2 separate regions of the Zea mays genome follow, and region 2 is linked to region 1. The links are chromatin contacts, called in public Hi-C maps. All regions are on one chromosome and are shown on one strand. The core of a region is the stretch at or near the end of the contact, and the rest is flanking DNA. Distances in the headings are between cores, read along the strand shown. Region 1 holds the start of LOC100192048 (R3H domain protein). Region 2 holds the start of LOC732834 (terpene synthase8).

Evidence for each region. Hi-C and Micro-C count contacts between places; a contact is called where the count stands out from the background.
Region 2: a Hi-C map of ear shows a contact between it and region 1, with 2.8 times the contacts expected there. The contact joins the promoter of LOC732834 here to the promoter of LOC100192048 in region 1. A contact is called at or near these places in 3 of 25 Hi-C or Micro-C datasets (ear, endosperm and tassel).

Annotation. Positions count from the first base shown.
Region 1 is chr1:60,931,204-60,938,418 of Zm-B73-REFERENCE-NAM-5.0, reverse strand. LOC100192048 (R3H domain protein) reads left to right here and starts at 3,094. Exons shown (of 5, transcript NM_001137471.2): 1 at 3,094-3,544; 2 at 3,626-3,697; 3 at 4,239-4,324; 4 at 4,800-4,874; 5 at 5,042-6,212. The coding sequence starts at 3,312. The coding sequence ends at 5,562.
Region 2 is chr1:61,135,083-61,142,297 of Zm-B73-REFERENCE-NAM-5.0, reverse strand. LOC732834 (terpene synthase8) reads right to left here and starts at 4,547. Exons shown (of 7, transcript NM_001112442.1): 1 at 4,488-4,547; 2 at 634-889; 3 at 104-500. The coding sequence starts at 4,547.

The DNA of each region.
Region 1 (7,215 bases), core at 1,845-4,344:
TGCAAGACCTTTGGATAGGCATCGAGGGCCTCTTAGGCTAACAAAGAACCATGTGTCATCTTCCCATGTGAAAGGGAAATGTGCCCTTGGGCCATTTCTATAGTGTTTCGGTGATTAGATACACAACACAATATGTTTGAACTAACATGATGTTGAGCAAAAGTGTTCGAGGCAAAATGAGCTTGGAAGAGGACTTAGTGCAAATCTAGATGGATCAAGCAAAAAGGTATGCTCTGGACACTGAGTCAATTGATTTGTGTGCTAATCATGTTTGTCTAAGTACCAGGGACTCAGCTAAGTGAAGTCCAAAAGAAACAAAGGAAGACAAAAGGAAGAAACATAGAAAAGGTGCTGGACTGCGCAGCACCAGACGGTCTGGTGCCACCCACCGGATAGTCTGGTGCAAGGTCCGGTCAACTGGGCGCTCTCGAGAATTCTTGCATGTGTTGGCTATAATTCACCGAACCATTCGCACGAGGCACCAGACAGTCCGGTGAGCCAGCGGTCAACGACTAGTGGCCACGTCAACACCAGACCAACGGTCAACAGGCACACCAGATAGTCCGGTGTCCCGCATCGGATAGTCTGGTGTCCCCAGAAGCGGAAACCAACCAATCAGGGGATTCTCTGCCATGCCCAGCGCGTGTACTGTTCACTGTCCGGTGTGCACCTGACAGTCCGATGCACCCGTAGACAGAAGGCAACCAGGGCCTTCCAAATGGAGCTCCAACGGCTCCTAGCTCCCTTAGGGCTATAAAAGGGACCCCTAGGCACATGGAGCAGTACACCAAGCCTCCATTGAACATCCTACGACGCCTAGACTCCGCAAGCACGCATTTGGTTCATTGCGCTTGATATTTGAGCACTTCTTTGAGCTGTGGCTCCGCTGCGTTGTTTTTTGTGCTCAACTCTTGACTTATGTGTGTATTGTTGCTACGACTCTAGTTCTCGTGTGTGTTTCTATTCCCTCCCTTACTCTTGTGGTTCTTGTGATCAATCTTGTAAGGGTGAGAGGCTCAAACTTGTGGAGATTCCCCATAGAGGGAACACTTGATAAAAGGGAAGAAAATTGTGGTACTCAAGCTTGACCATTGGATCAGTTGAGAGGGATTGAGTGCAATCCTTGACCGAAGGAGTTCACCAGGTGGAGTAGGCATTGGCCGAACCACGGGATAAAATCACCATGTCACTTGTGCATCATTTTCTGTGATTGTTTTCTTCCATAGAGTTCTCATATATTCACTTGCGCTATTGTTCCTAAGTTTAATACATATTATAAATGAACAATCAAGTGAAGAGTTCTCTCCTCTCTATCCATAGCACCTTGGTTTTGATCTCACTAACGTTTATTATAAACCAAGTTTGTGTTGTTTAGACTTGATTTTTATAGGATCACCTATTCACCCCCTCTAGGTGCTCTCACCATGCCACAGGTTCCACTTGATGGTTTAGGAGGACTTCCTCATCAATGACACTGTTGCATACGAGAAAGAGGTGAAAGAGAATGTTGTGCAAGGGGAGTAGAATGGTACAGAAAGAGAGTAGAATAAATATCATATTATGGCAGATATTAGTCTCACAACTTTACAAGTCAGTTACAAATTTTGAGTTTTCAAGTACTTCTTGATAAGTTTTGAAAAAAAAAATGGTCCCCATGTATTTTGGCATAAGCTAAGTTTATGGAGCTAATGTATAACTTTAAAATAGAATAGAACGACCCTTATCGTATTTCCTAGCTCAAAAGTATTCGCAACCCAACTCGTCTAACCTTTAGTTTAATACAAAGTGGGAGAGAGGAGAACGGAGAGTCCGAAAGGACTGAGGCTATCTCCAACAAGTTGTGGATGTGACTGTGGATGTGAAAAATAAGTAACAAAATCATATTATTTATGCTTCCAACAGATCGCGCATACGATCACACAAAAATGCACGTCATCTCACAGCATCGTGGATGCGACTATGGATGTGAAAAATGAGTAACAAAATCATATTATTCATGCATTCAATAGATCGCGCATGCGGACACAAAGTTCACGTCATCCCGTGGCATCGTGGATATTAGCGAGTTCATGTGGTTGTGCAAATGCTAGCTGCTTCAGTGGGACACATGTCTCAATATTCGTGCGTCGTGCGCGCACGCTTTACTGATGTGCGACCGTTTATATGATCTACTAAAAACAATATATTTTGTGTGACGCTCTAACCGCACCCGCTTCAACAGTTCCCTTTGAGACTAACCGACCGATCCTCCGCCTCCACACCTCTGGAGTTTGTACGCCACTCAGATCCAATTCCAGTTCCAAATGGAGAGTTTTGACTCCGTGCATGTACGGATACACATAACACATGGCCTATCTAGCGGCTCCCCCACTAACCAAATTTGCTTATTTGGGTCCCTATACATGGCCGCTCACCAAAATACCTCACTGATATTGCCAATATCTAAAATACCCCACAATACATGTGTCTCTAGCTAGATTACTCCACTATAAGTCCAATTCTATTAAACTAAGTTACACCATAATCCAGATCAATACATATGGATTAAGGTAAATAATAGAGTATTAAAACTAGGCTTTAAAGTGTTAGATTTTACCCCTATTAAACACTTCTCGTAAACTAATTCAGTAAATGCAGTTTGCCTTTACAACATCACGTACACATCATCCCTGTCGCTTCCCCTTCCCTTCAGGCAAGAAAGAGAAATTAGTTCATATTACACTTCAATACACCTTATACCACTTCAATCCACCTCAATCCAAGATTAGCCAATCAAGCCCTTAATCGTTGACAGCGTCGTCATCGTCCATCACCACAGTCCACAGGGGCGTCACCGCCGCCCCTCCCTATTGCTGCCCCTTCCCACATCCCAATCGTTGTGCACGCCGCCGCCACCCATCCCTGCTATCGCAAGAACGGCAGCTCTTTTCTCACCGCTAGGTACGGTAGTGCTAAATAAATGACAGTGAGGTAATCAAGCAAGAAGCATATGTATTGTGAGGTATTTTTAGCTATTGACAATTTCTCATTAAAATATTTTAGCGAACGAAGATATATGGTACCCAGAATAAGCATTTGTCCCACCAACGGCGTCCAAGCCCTAGCCTAACGATACTTGCTTCAGCCCAGGGCTTTCCTCCGAATCCCCTTCTCGTCCAGGCAGTTGTTGCAAAAATCCCGCCTCCCTGATTGCGGTTGTTGCAAAAATCCCGCTACGCTAGTCGCTAGGCTTTCCTCAGCAGCACTTCCGCGCTTCGACTCCTGGCAGATTGGATTGGGTCGCTGCTTCCACCAGCAATCCAATTCCGGAGATGACTACCACTCAGTTCGCCATGGTTGAGGAGCTGGCCTCGCTCATCAAGGACAACCTGCACAGCAAGCACCTGATCCTCTCCACCGAGGAAGCCCTCATCGCAGCCCTCCAGCAGCTGCACTGCCGCGACGGCGACCGTGAAGAGGACGACGATGCGGCGGATACGATAGAGCTTCAGCCTGCTGGGGCCTACCACCGCCTTCTCTTGCATCGCCTTGCTGAAATCTATGGGTACACCTGCTAGCTTCAATTGGGGTGATGCTGTGTGTGTGTGTGCTGTGCCTAACAGCTAATTTGCCTGCTTCTACCTAGGTTCGCTCATGAATCGGTTGGTGAAGGCGAGGATCGACATTTAGTCCTCCAGTGCTGCCCTGAAACAGCCATGTATGTTGCCAAGCTTGCTTCCAGTAAAATCTCTTGACTTGTTGCCTGTCATCTCTATGCCTTTGCTTTTCTGTTCTCTAGATTATGTTCTAACATTAGATCAGAATCCCCACTGTACCACAATATTAGTATGTTTCAAGTATATCTTTCAACCAGCATTTGATGCTTGCATGAATGCAGGAGAAACAAAGTTACAGCCAATTCAGTTAAACACTCAAGACACAACTTTCTAATAGTGTTTCAATATATGTAATCCGCTGTAGTACCAGTTGCACCCTAACTCATTTTGTGTTCTATAATTTGGATCTATGCATGTTCTTTTGGGTACCATACTATTGTGAGCTTCAACTGCACCATGTATCCTTAGCATCTTACATGTTGCTTTCTTCATGTTTGATGTACCTTTTGTTGCTGCTCTCACCTGCTCTGTTCTTTCTACATTATATTTATCTCAAAAGCTATGCTATATCTTATTGATTGAGTAAATACGTAGCTGTTGTGTTTTCCCGTTAGGTTGAATTAGTCATCTCGTTTGTTGCAGCCCATCTGTCCTTGTTAGTGATATGATATGGAAGTTTGATAACAGTGACGATTTGGCGTCCGTTGTGCTAACCAGAAATGATATAGGTGAGTCACTTTTCTGCCCATTTGTATAATAAAAGAGGGGTATTTTATCTGCCATATCATGTGCATAGTGCATCTAGTATTTGGACTTAGTGTCATAATCTACCTATAAGGAGCTGTAGAGAAGCCATATCTTTGCAATTTGCAAGCAAGATTTGGCAATAGGAGATGTAAAAAAACTGGTTGTCGGAATAAATCTACACCCATGTTCTTGCAGGGTTTACATGGGTGGTTAGCCAATACATCTGTTATTATCTGGTTCATTTGCAACATGTGTGTTTTTCATTGTTTGTATGGACATATGTTGATACTTCACAGGACATACTTGTTTTGATGCCTAGCTATTGTTGCCCCAAAAAAAACTCTGAATACATCATCGCGTTGTAATGTTATTATAACCACTATTATGCATATTGCTGTAAGGTCCCATGTAGACATGTACTCACTCCTGTGTAACAAGTTGTGATTCTTCTATCAGATTTTCAAAAACCTCAGAAGGCAGATGTTGTCAAAGATGTTTCTGTTAAAAACTCACATCTGAAAGATAATACAGGTATGCAGGATATGAACTCCGTCTTTCAGCCACAAGCCTTGTGGTTACAAATAGGAACTTAGTAAACATTATTAGCATAGATCTCAACATCTAAATTTACATAGAAACACACGGGTTTAAAGAAAATGAAAAATACAACCAGTAACCATTTAGCCCTTATCTTTCAGACTTGAAACCTCTGAAGCAGCCAGCAGTACTTCCAGCGGCGTCATTGAAGGAGAGGGAAGCTGCTTATCGAGCTGCTCGTGAACGAATCTTCTCTGGGGATGGTGCCAAGGGAAATGATAGATCATATGTGAAATGTAGACAGGTTCCTGTCGTTGCAAAACGGATGATTGCCCATGCACTCGGTCAAAAGGTTCAAAATACCACAGAGACAGCCGCCTCCAAAGAAAGCAAAGGGAAACAACTGTCGAATGGGAAAACTATTCCGACACATAGCAGGAACAACTTCTGCCCAGTTACACCAGATAACATAGAAGCAGTTCTAATGGGGATGCCAAGCTCAGCTGGTAGTAACTCGTATCAAACTCCACCAAGCCAAAGGTGCCACGCAACTAATACTAGAGCTGTTACTGCTGAAAGCTTGAAGAAAGAGCAGACTGGAGCAGCTAAGAGAATGTTTGCGCATGCACTGGGGCTGTCTGCAGCTCGAGGAAGTTGTGGTACGCTGCCCAAACCGAAGTAAAGATCTGGAGTCGAGAACGCGGATAAGTGAAGAAGGTTGGCTGTTGCCGATGCAAGGTCCGACTGAGCTTCATGTCCTATCATATGTGAGCCATGGGAATGGAATGAGCCTGCAATGGTTGGTGCCATCTACTGATCTACCTCTGCGAAACACGTTTTTTGTGATGTGCTAGTAGATGAAAGGGTTTGTTGGTTGGATGTTAATTGTTGGGACCCAGAGAGGATCTGGTAGCCCTGGTTCGAAACGCAACCTCAGTCGGTGAGAGAGCTTGCTGGAATGCTGGATACGCATGGACATGGCATGCCAAGCCAAGTGGATGTTCTTCACCAGAGTGGAAGCAAAATGATCCTTCACATGCTCTAGGTTGCTGCAATGCTGCATATGTTTACTCTAGCATGTTGTTAGGCTGTCTCCAGCAAAACTTGTATACAGGCGTTTAAAACACTTTTTATACTGTAGACATGAGGCTTTCCATGCTTACGTAAGCATGAGGCTTTTAATAAGTGTTAATTAGAGCTCCAGCCTCACGAATTTTGTAGCTGTCTGTCTCTAGCTATAGAAACTTAAGCTGCGGGTAGGTTGAAGGCATTTAATTGATCCTTTCTTTTTCTTATTTTGGATTGGATTAATTTTAAGGTTTAGTCCATTTCAATTATCATGTGAACCTGATGTACTAACTAAAACAGGCTCCTGTTTATCTGTTCATAGACAACTTCTTTGTTGTTTTCTGGAGAGGATGAACCTTGAAGAGCATCTTCCACCGCCGGCGGGGTCCTTTGTAGTAACGTGGCTGGACGTAGCCGCTGGCCAGTCACTGACGTGCGAGGTTGGCCGGCGTCTAGACCCGTAAGACAGTGGGCGGATGCATGTTACTGTACAGGAATTATTTCCCTTCCACCGTACTCCATCCGTTCGTTTCTTTTTAGTTGTCGCTGGATAGTTCAATTTTGCACTATCCAGCGATAACTAAAATGAAATGGAGGGGGTATTACCTAGAATATGGCTCCTATTTGTTTGTTTATTAAATAACCCCTTTTTTTCTTGGGGTTTGGGGGGCGGGGGGTCTGCTTTCAACTGACAAATCCCCCCTCTCTGTGTACATTTAGATAGCCCCCTCTGCTTTCTGCTGTTATTTTAGTCTCTGTTCTTTTCATTGAAAACACAAACCATTTGTAGACCACTTCGGCCCTTCCAAATCCTTCTTTTGCACTTCTTCACCTGAGGCGGCCGTGTTCCTTTTCATCCTTCTCGGAGGAACGGAGAGACATCAAAGGCATGTGGAGGGACGACCGATTCAGATGCCTGCCAGGGACCTTAGCATGGACCAAGGAGGCGGCATCAGGGAGGGAGAGCCGATTCAGCTGCCAACCAGGCACAGGGTGAGAAGGAGGCGTCAGGCAGGAAGGAACCGGGTGAGGAGATGCATATTGGACCGATTCAGCTGGCAGGAGACGCGTCGAGCGGAGAGGACGCAGCATCGAGAGGTCAAACTCAAAAACGTGGCGAGCGGTATTTATCTTAGGCTAGCTTGGCAACTCAATTTTCTCTAGGAAAATTAGTTTATTTTTCGTTACAGGACGTTTAAATTCCTTCATTTTAGGAAAATAGGAATTCACTCAATAAACTCAATTAAGTAACTTATTTAGTTTGGAA
Region 2 (7,215 bases), core at 3,298-5,797, 200 kb before region 1:
AGTGTTATCTCCAATTGTTCTTCAAAATTGGAGGGACGACTATCTTATCTGTCCTCAGCTGTCCCACAACCAAACGCATCTCAGGGTCAGTCCACACACTTACTGAGTAACTGTCCTCAGCTCATTCTGGTGAACATGCTGCAGGAGGTTAAAATCTAGCCTGGCGAGCTCCAGTATCTCAGGGTGGATGTACGTTGTGTCGTCGGCACTGCTGTATTCCGGGATATAGGACACTGCTTCCAGCCTCTTGAGGGTCCTTGGCAGTGGGATCTTAAGGGAGCGCCCGACTTGTTCCGACAAATAAGGGGAGTCGTGGAGGCCACCACCCCGTCGTATCGATTCCAGGTGCCGCCTCGCAAACAGGAGCGCTTCTTCGAGCACCTCCTCGCCGTGGATCAAAAGGCTAGCTGCGTTGTATAGGCCTAACAAGCCCTTTGGGTCGTCAGCTATGTCGCTGCTGAAGCTCCCGTCTTCCTGTCGTCTGAACTTGTCGAATTGATCTACAACAATTAATCAGTCGATTAATGCACGTAGAATATGCTAGATCATTGCTTTGTAAATAACAAGTGCGTAGGTGTTCATGGAATGTCGTCTCATGATACAATACAAGGCTGTATGTTAAAGATCGATCACCTGCTGGAACCCAAAGCCCGTGCTGCCTTAGCAGGCGAAAACGGAGGGAGACCTCATGGAGATCCGAGCTATTGAACTCAGCTCCTTGAATGTTCTTCAAGGCCGTGTCTATCTGTTCCTTGAAATGGTGATCTATTCCCAGACGCTGGACCACATCAACTAGGTTCATTCTCTCCACGACATCCTTGCAGTTGCAGTCCTCGAAGAGGCGTGCCACCTCCCCTTTCAGTTCCACGACTCTCTGTTTGTCTGAAACCTGCCAGTTGCAGGGGTGCAGAGGAAAGACAATAGATCATATCCTTTATAAAACATATATAGAAAGAAACACAATGACTTACGATATACTAGCAGAGGATTTAATTAGGTGGGGGCGGCATGAGGGAATCATTTTTTGGATGGGTTTGGTGTGGTGGGGCGACATTTAATTAGGTGGGGGCAGCACGAGGGAATCATTTTTTGGGTGGGCTCGGTGTGGTGGGGTGAGATTTAATTAAGGCTTTGTTCGGTTAATACCGTTATCCATGGATTGGATATGATTGGGAAAAAATAAGAAGAAGTTTGACTTATTTGAGATTTAAACCCATCCAATTCCACTCAATCCACATGGATTGAGAGCTAACCGAATAAGCCCTAAATGGGGAACTGGTTCAGGTGATGAAAATAGGTATTACTTGACCTGCTATCTTACACGTCATGTCGATATAGGGGTGATGCGGACAAAAAAAAAGCTCAACCTATAGGAGCAAGATAACCTATGATCATTAAGCGACACCGTAGACTATATGAGAACAGTCGAACTCAGGACTCGAGAAGTGTTACCGAGACCATATGTTAAAGATCATATGTTAAGTAGATTCTAATTCCTCTAAAATGAATGGATCCAAATGACCCCTAATTGGATCAGAACTCTTCTGCCTTGACCGACTAGATCTCGACCTGTACGTCTATCCTTTGGACTATATATAAAGAGATGCATTGGTACTCCACTTGTAACATATCATAATTAGCAATCCAACGCAAGACACCATGCTACATAGGAAGTATGGTATTACAGGCCTGTTTGGTTGGCCGCCGCCCACGCCACAACGCGTCATAGGTTTGCCGTCGCCGTTGTGGCGGCCAAATCGAGCGCTGGGTGTGGCAGCTTCGACGCTACACCAAATAGGCCCTACATGACCTAGTACCCTGCCCTATATAAACTGATGTCTCGTGTTAATCATTTAGCTTTTCTTATGCCGGAAGCCCACAAAGTCCTATTCTATGTAATCCTATAGTATATTTATCTATCTTTGACCCTGTTTGAATCCTCTATATCTAATAGTTAGCTGCTAAAATTACTGTGGAGGTTTCAAATCCTCAACTAATATCCTAGCTAATTGTTATCTAACACACAACTAACAATTAGTTTATTAGCTGGCACAATCCAGCTAACATTTTGTTAGTTAGCTAATTATTAGCTCTATGAGTTACAAACATGACTTTATATACGAGCACCTTCTCTATGGACATGGTAGCCATAGGTTACCCAACGAAGCCATATGACTGTTTGTTTGGCTTTAATCGGTACCGACTTCTATTACTTATATAATATTTTTGTCTGTATAAATTGTATCTACAACAGTCTAAATAATGGGTTTTAATTCGAAGCGAACATGTATGGTGCCGACAGAACGAAAACTAGGGACCCCATATATGGCATGCATGACGTGGTGTCAAGCACCCATATGTGGATGTTGGTAGCATGGCGATACTAGTATAAAAAGTCGCGATGGGTGTAGCTTGGCCTCGTGAGTCGCGTGAATGGCTGGTCGCAGTGCACACTATGCATGCAGTAAAAAATTGCTACAACCACATATCTTACTTGGCACTCTAAATTTAAAGTGTGCAAGAGAAACCTTATTTACAGAGTTTATTCTCTCCTACTCTATTGTGCAATCATGTTGGTGGGAAGGAGTTGGATGATGGGGCCCGATGTGTTTGATATATATGGATAAAAAATCTGGTAGTTTGTATATGATTGAGATATAGAGTAGTTGTGAACAAAATATTGATAAATAAGATAAAATATTCTTTTTAGAGTAGGAATTTAGAGTAAGATAAGTATGGATAGCCGCATAAGAGCATCTCCAAGAGCTCCCGAGAAAATGACTCCTGAAAATCAGTTTTAAGGGTTATCTAAAAAAATTAGTGGGGGTAGATTTTAATTCTTTCTCCAACAGATCTCTTGTGGCAGATTGTTTATGTGGACCCAAAAAAACCCCATTTGTAACTACAAATGAGGGAGTTTTAATGACTATGAAAAAGTTGGGAGCACTTTAGGTTAACTGTTGGAGACACTTTTTGTGTTTTTTCCAAAAAAACTTGATTTAGGGAGACCTCTGGGGAGCTTTTGGAGATGCTCTAAGGGCATGTGCAACTCCATTTAATATACAGTCTCTTGAGCGGTCTTTAAGAGGCTAAGTGAAAAAAAAACAAGAGACGTCTTTTCATGACTCCCTATACATGTTATCTTTTAGCTGTATTTATTATCTAAAGTTTTAAAATTATATTATACAGTCTCTTAGTTGTCTCTGGTATTTTAAAAACTAAATCAGAGTCTCGGGTGGTACATACCCTAATAGTTACTGCACCACCACCGGTTCTATATTGTGTCGGTAGAAGGGGGTCACAGCGTGTGAAGAGGAAAAGGAAAAGAGGCCTGTTGAACAACGTCATGGACAAAGGATAATGAATTAATGACAATAGTCTAGGCGGTGGCCTTAGCATTGGACGACTAGGGACACGCTTGGCCCTGTGCGCGCGGCTTGTCCTGTCCTGCCAATCCGCTATCATCTACCATTATTTCCCTATAGTGGTGGTGGTCGGTGTGGATGGCATGGATGTGAGGGACAACGACGGGCGCACCGGCGATGGGTGAGGGATGACGGATAGCACGGGAGAGAGAGAGGAGAGGGAGGATTAGTGATAAGACAAAGAGCAAGTTTGGGGATTCAGATATACAAAATGAAGGCTTAGAATCAAGATAACACCACCTCACAAATTTAGGGACTGCTGTCAGTCCATTTCGTTATATTGAAAATAAAAAACTATAAGAAATGGACTGCAACAAGCTGCAACACCACAGTTTAGAGGAGCCATTGGCAATTTTGCCATTATCATTTCTCCAGTTTAGAGCAAGGTTTCAACTAAACGCATACTGAAGTGCCGTTCACTTTCGAATCAGCAGTACTTATTCCTGGCAATACTCTAAAATCATAGACCATACTTACAGATCAACACAAGTCTTTTGTATGCACTTTGTCCCTACTCATGCGCACCCGAAAAGACTTTTGGATCGGTCACCGATCCCAAAATTGCTCTAGCCTAAGCTCACTTAACCCAGAGGTTCCTTCGAGACAAACACCTTGTTGATGCATGGGTACTCTATTAAGCCTTGGACCAAGATATCAAATGAAGACACACAAAAGTTCCATATAAACATGGCAAAGCATGTAGATTAGTAACTGATAAATATCATAACTACAAGTTCTACCAAGTATTATTATATGCCCGTTGTGTTAGAAATGCACCAGATGTACAAATGTACATATGTGAACGACAATTAGTGTTTATATTGGCTAAGATGTTATCCTATGTGTGAGAGCGCTCTGATTGATCCACTAGCGTTATAAATATGCATGCATGGGTTAATAATATAAGGATGAAGTTAACCAACATCATGAAACACATTTTCATTATATGGGCCTTTCTAGTTGAAACAATAGTACATGCAGATAAACGTTGCTTATTAGCTATATACGAACGATACATTGAAGACTAAGCCAACGACTTAGGAAGATGATATATGAACATGCCTGTAATGGTTCTGGGATATAATCGATGAAGAAATACCCCCACACAGTCTTCGGCGCCATGGCTGTCGTCAGCGCCTCTATATGAAATCGAGCTGAGTAGCGTGAGCTGTTGTGACCCAAGTGCGCGGGGTATGTGGCCACTACAATGCACATATTTATAGCTGCTGTCCTGTGGCTCTCGCCTAACTACAGATCAGCAAATAATGGGGTTAGGAGACATGTGATTCACAGGAAAACCACATGTCGTCCTTAGCCACAGGAGCCGATTGAAAGGCGCGCAACAATCTTGACGACGCGCAACCTGCCGCGCGTGATTGACGTTCCCAATTCCATTTCCCTGTGAGCACAGCACCGAGCGGTTTCCAATTCCATTTCCTTGTACGGCTGTACCCGGTACAGCGGTACCCCTGTCTATCTGCTTGGAGCCTTAGGCCCGCAGCAGACACTAATCCCATCAGCCATCACGATTCACGCCATCAGCGGATCAGCAACCAGCCAAGAGCCAACATGCGTGCATCCATTGCAGCTGTTCTCAAGTATGGTTTGTTAGTTTATTTATCTCCTAATTGGTACAGTTTGGAAGTAAAGTTTGTTAGTTCTCATCTATTTATATAATTATATTTTAATATTCAGATTACAACCATGGCGCCTAGAAAGCATCCATCTGGTAGTAAGAAAAGGAAGAGAAGGAAAGAAGTAGAGGAATTTATAGAATCACAAAGAGGTGCCATGGATAAATTTGTTCGCACTAATACAAGAACTTCAAGTAATGAAGATCAACCAAATTTGGCTATAGTTGTTGTGGCGGAACAACCAAATACCAACGAAGAAGATCATGACCCTACATTTGAAGAAAATGTTGACATCAACACAAATGGTAATGATGTGACTGGCCATGATCCAATATTTGATTCATCTCATATAGAAAATGATAGCTTTGATGAACAGTCGGTTCCTACTGAGGATATCTATGACCCAAGGAATTGGGGTAATCTTGATAACAAGTCGAGGGATATATTGGTTGGGAAGGGGCCTATAAGAGAAGAAAATATTGTATTTCCTTTGGATTCTAATGGTAGACATTTTTCATATACTCATTACTCTAGAAAGATGAGGAATGGAGAAGTTCATGATAGAAAATGGTTGGTTTATTCAAAACATGTTGATAGAGTGTTTTGTTTTTGTTGTAAGCTTTTTAATTCAGAAAGATGTAGCAATCATCATCATAAAACCCACAACAGAATGCATAAATAGAGTAGGTATAAACACAATCATTGAAAGTCTAAACATGGATCAAAGGAGGTCGTCATCGGAGGATGCCATCGAGGCCACTAGATTGGAGGAGGTCGTCGCCAGAGGATGCCCAAGCCAAGCTCGATCAGAGGATGTCACGCGCGACCACCACCGCTCGCTCCTACACAACTGTCACCTTCGCTCGCACCACACGTCTTGCGCGTCCGCCGCTCGAGCCTCGGCGGGCTGCCCCGACCGATCGTCGTTGCCACCACCGCTTGAAGATCCTCTAGGATCGCTGCCGCCGCGCGTGCCTCAAGAGGGATGCGTCGTCGCTCGTGCATCGAGGGGGAGGGAGGGCGTCACCACAGGCGCCGCTAAAAATCTGATCCCTAGCGGCCTAGGGCTCTTTTTATAGATGCCTTGGCTCTGGTGTGGCTGAACAGGATAAAAGCATTGGCGAGAGCTTCCCTTAGCTATTGAAAGCTTAGGACTCGTAATATACAATATATATTTGTTGGAGGCCTTCTTCCTCCGAAGGTCCTCAAAAACACGACTAACCATATTTATGCAGTGAGGTACACCGCGTAAAAAACTGTTTCCTGCTGTATGTGCACAAATTTAGGATGACAAGAATGTGCGTTGAAAGGAAATGGATTGGCATGCATGGAAACAAAAAATCTGATTTAAATGATTTATTTCGTCCATAAAAATAAGATATCTACAACAGTCATGCAACTAGGCTCGTTGGAACCAGTTTATAACAAATATTGATACTAATTATATTACATGATATAGATATTTATGTAGTGTGATACACCGCGTAAAAAATCTGTTTACTGCTGCATGCGCACAAATTTAGGATGTCAAGAATGTGTGTTGAAACGAAATGGATTGGCATACACGAGATTTATGGAATCGTGGCAAATGACCTCATTTCTTAGAGCGGTTACCTTTTTCTAAATTTCTATTTCGTTGTGTAAATGTGTGTCATAAATATCTTATACATATGACGTAAATGGTAGGAACCCAATACACACTGGATTAAGTAACGAGATAGTGCATAAAATCAATAAATGATTTACGTAAAATGTGAATAGAAATATCATAAACATACAATAGATGGAAGTAGAGTCATGAACTGAAATATATATCGTAAAAACCTATTGATGTTAAAATAAATATGTAAACAAAATATCATAAAAACAAGGTTATCGCTTGCGTCTAGGGGAGCCACTGACGCCACACGCGCATCTGGGATCCACCGTCGCTCGCGGATATTGTCGAACGCGAAGTGGAGCAGCATGTCCTTGCAGGTCCACCATCGTCGCGCTCCTGGCCCTCGCTCGCTCAGTGCCTCCATCAGTGACAGCAGCTCGCTGTGCACCAGGCGCTCGACGGTGGCCACCACTGTCGCTGCCGAAGCCTACCTCGCCTCGCGCAACCGCCGTCGCCGTCAGGCCTAGGGTGGGCCGCCACCGCTCGTCCGCTTTGT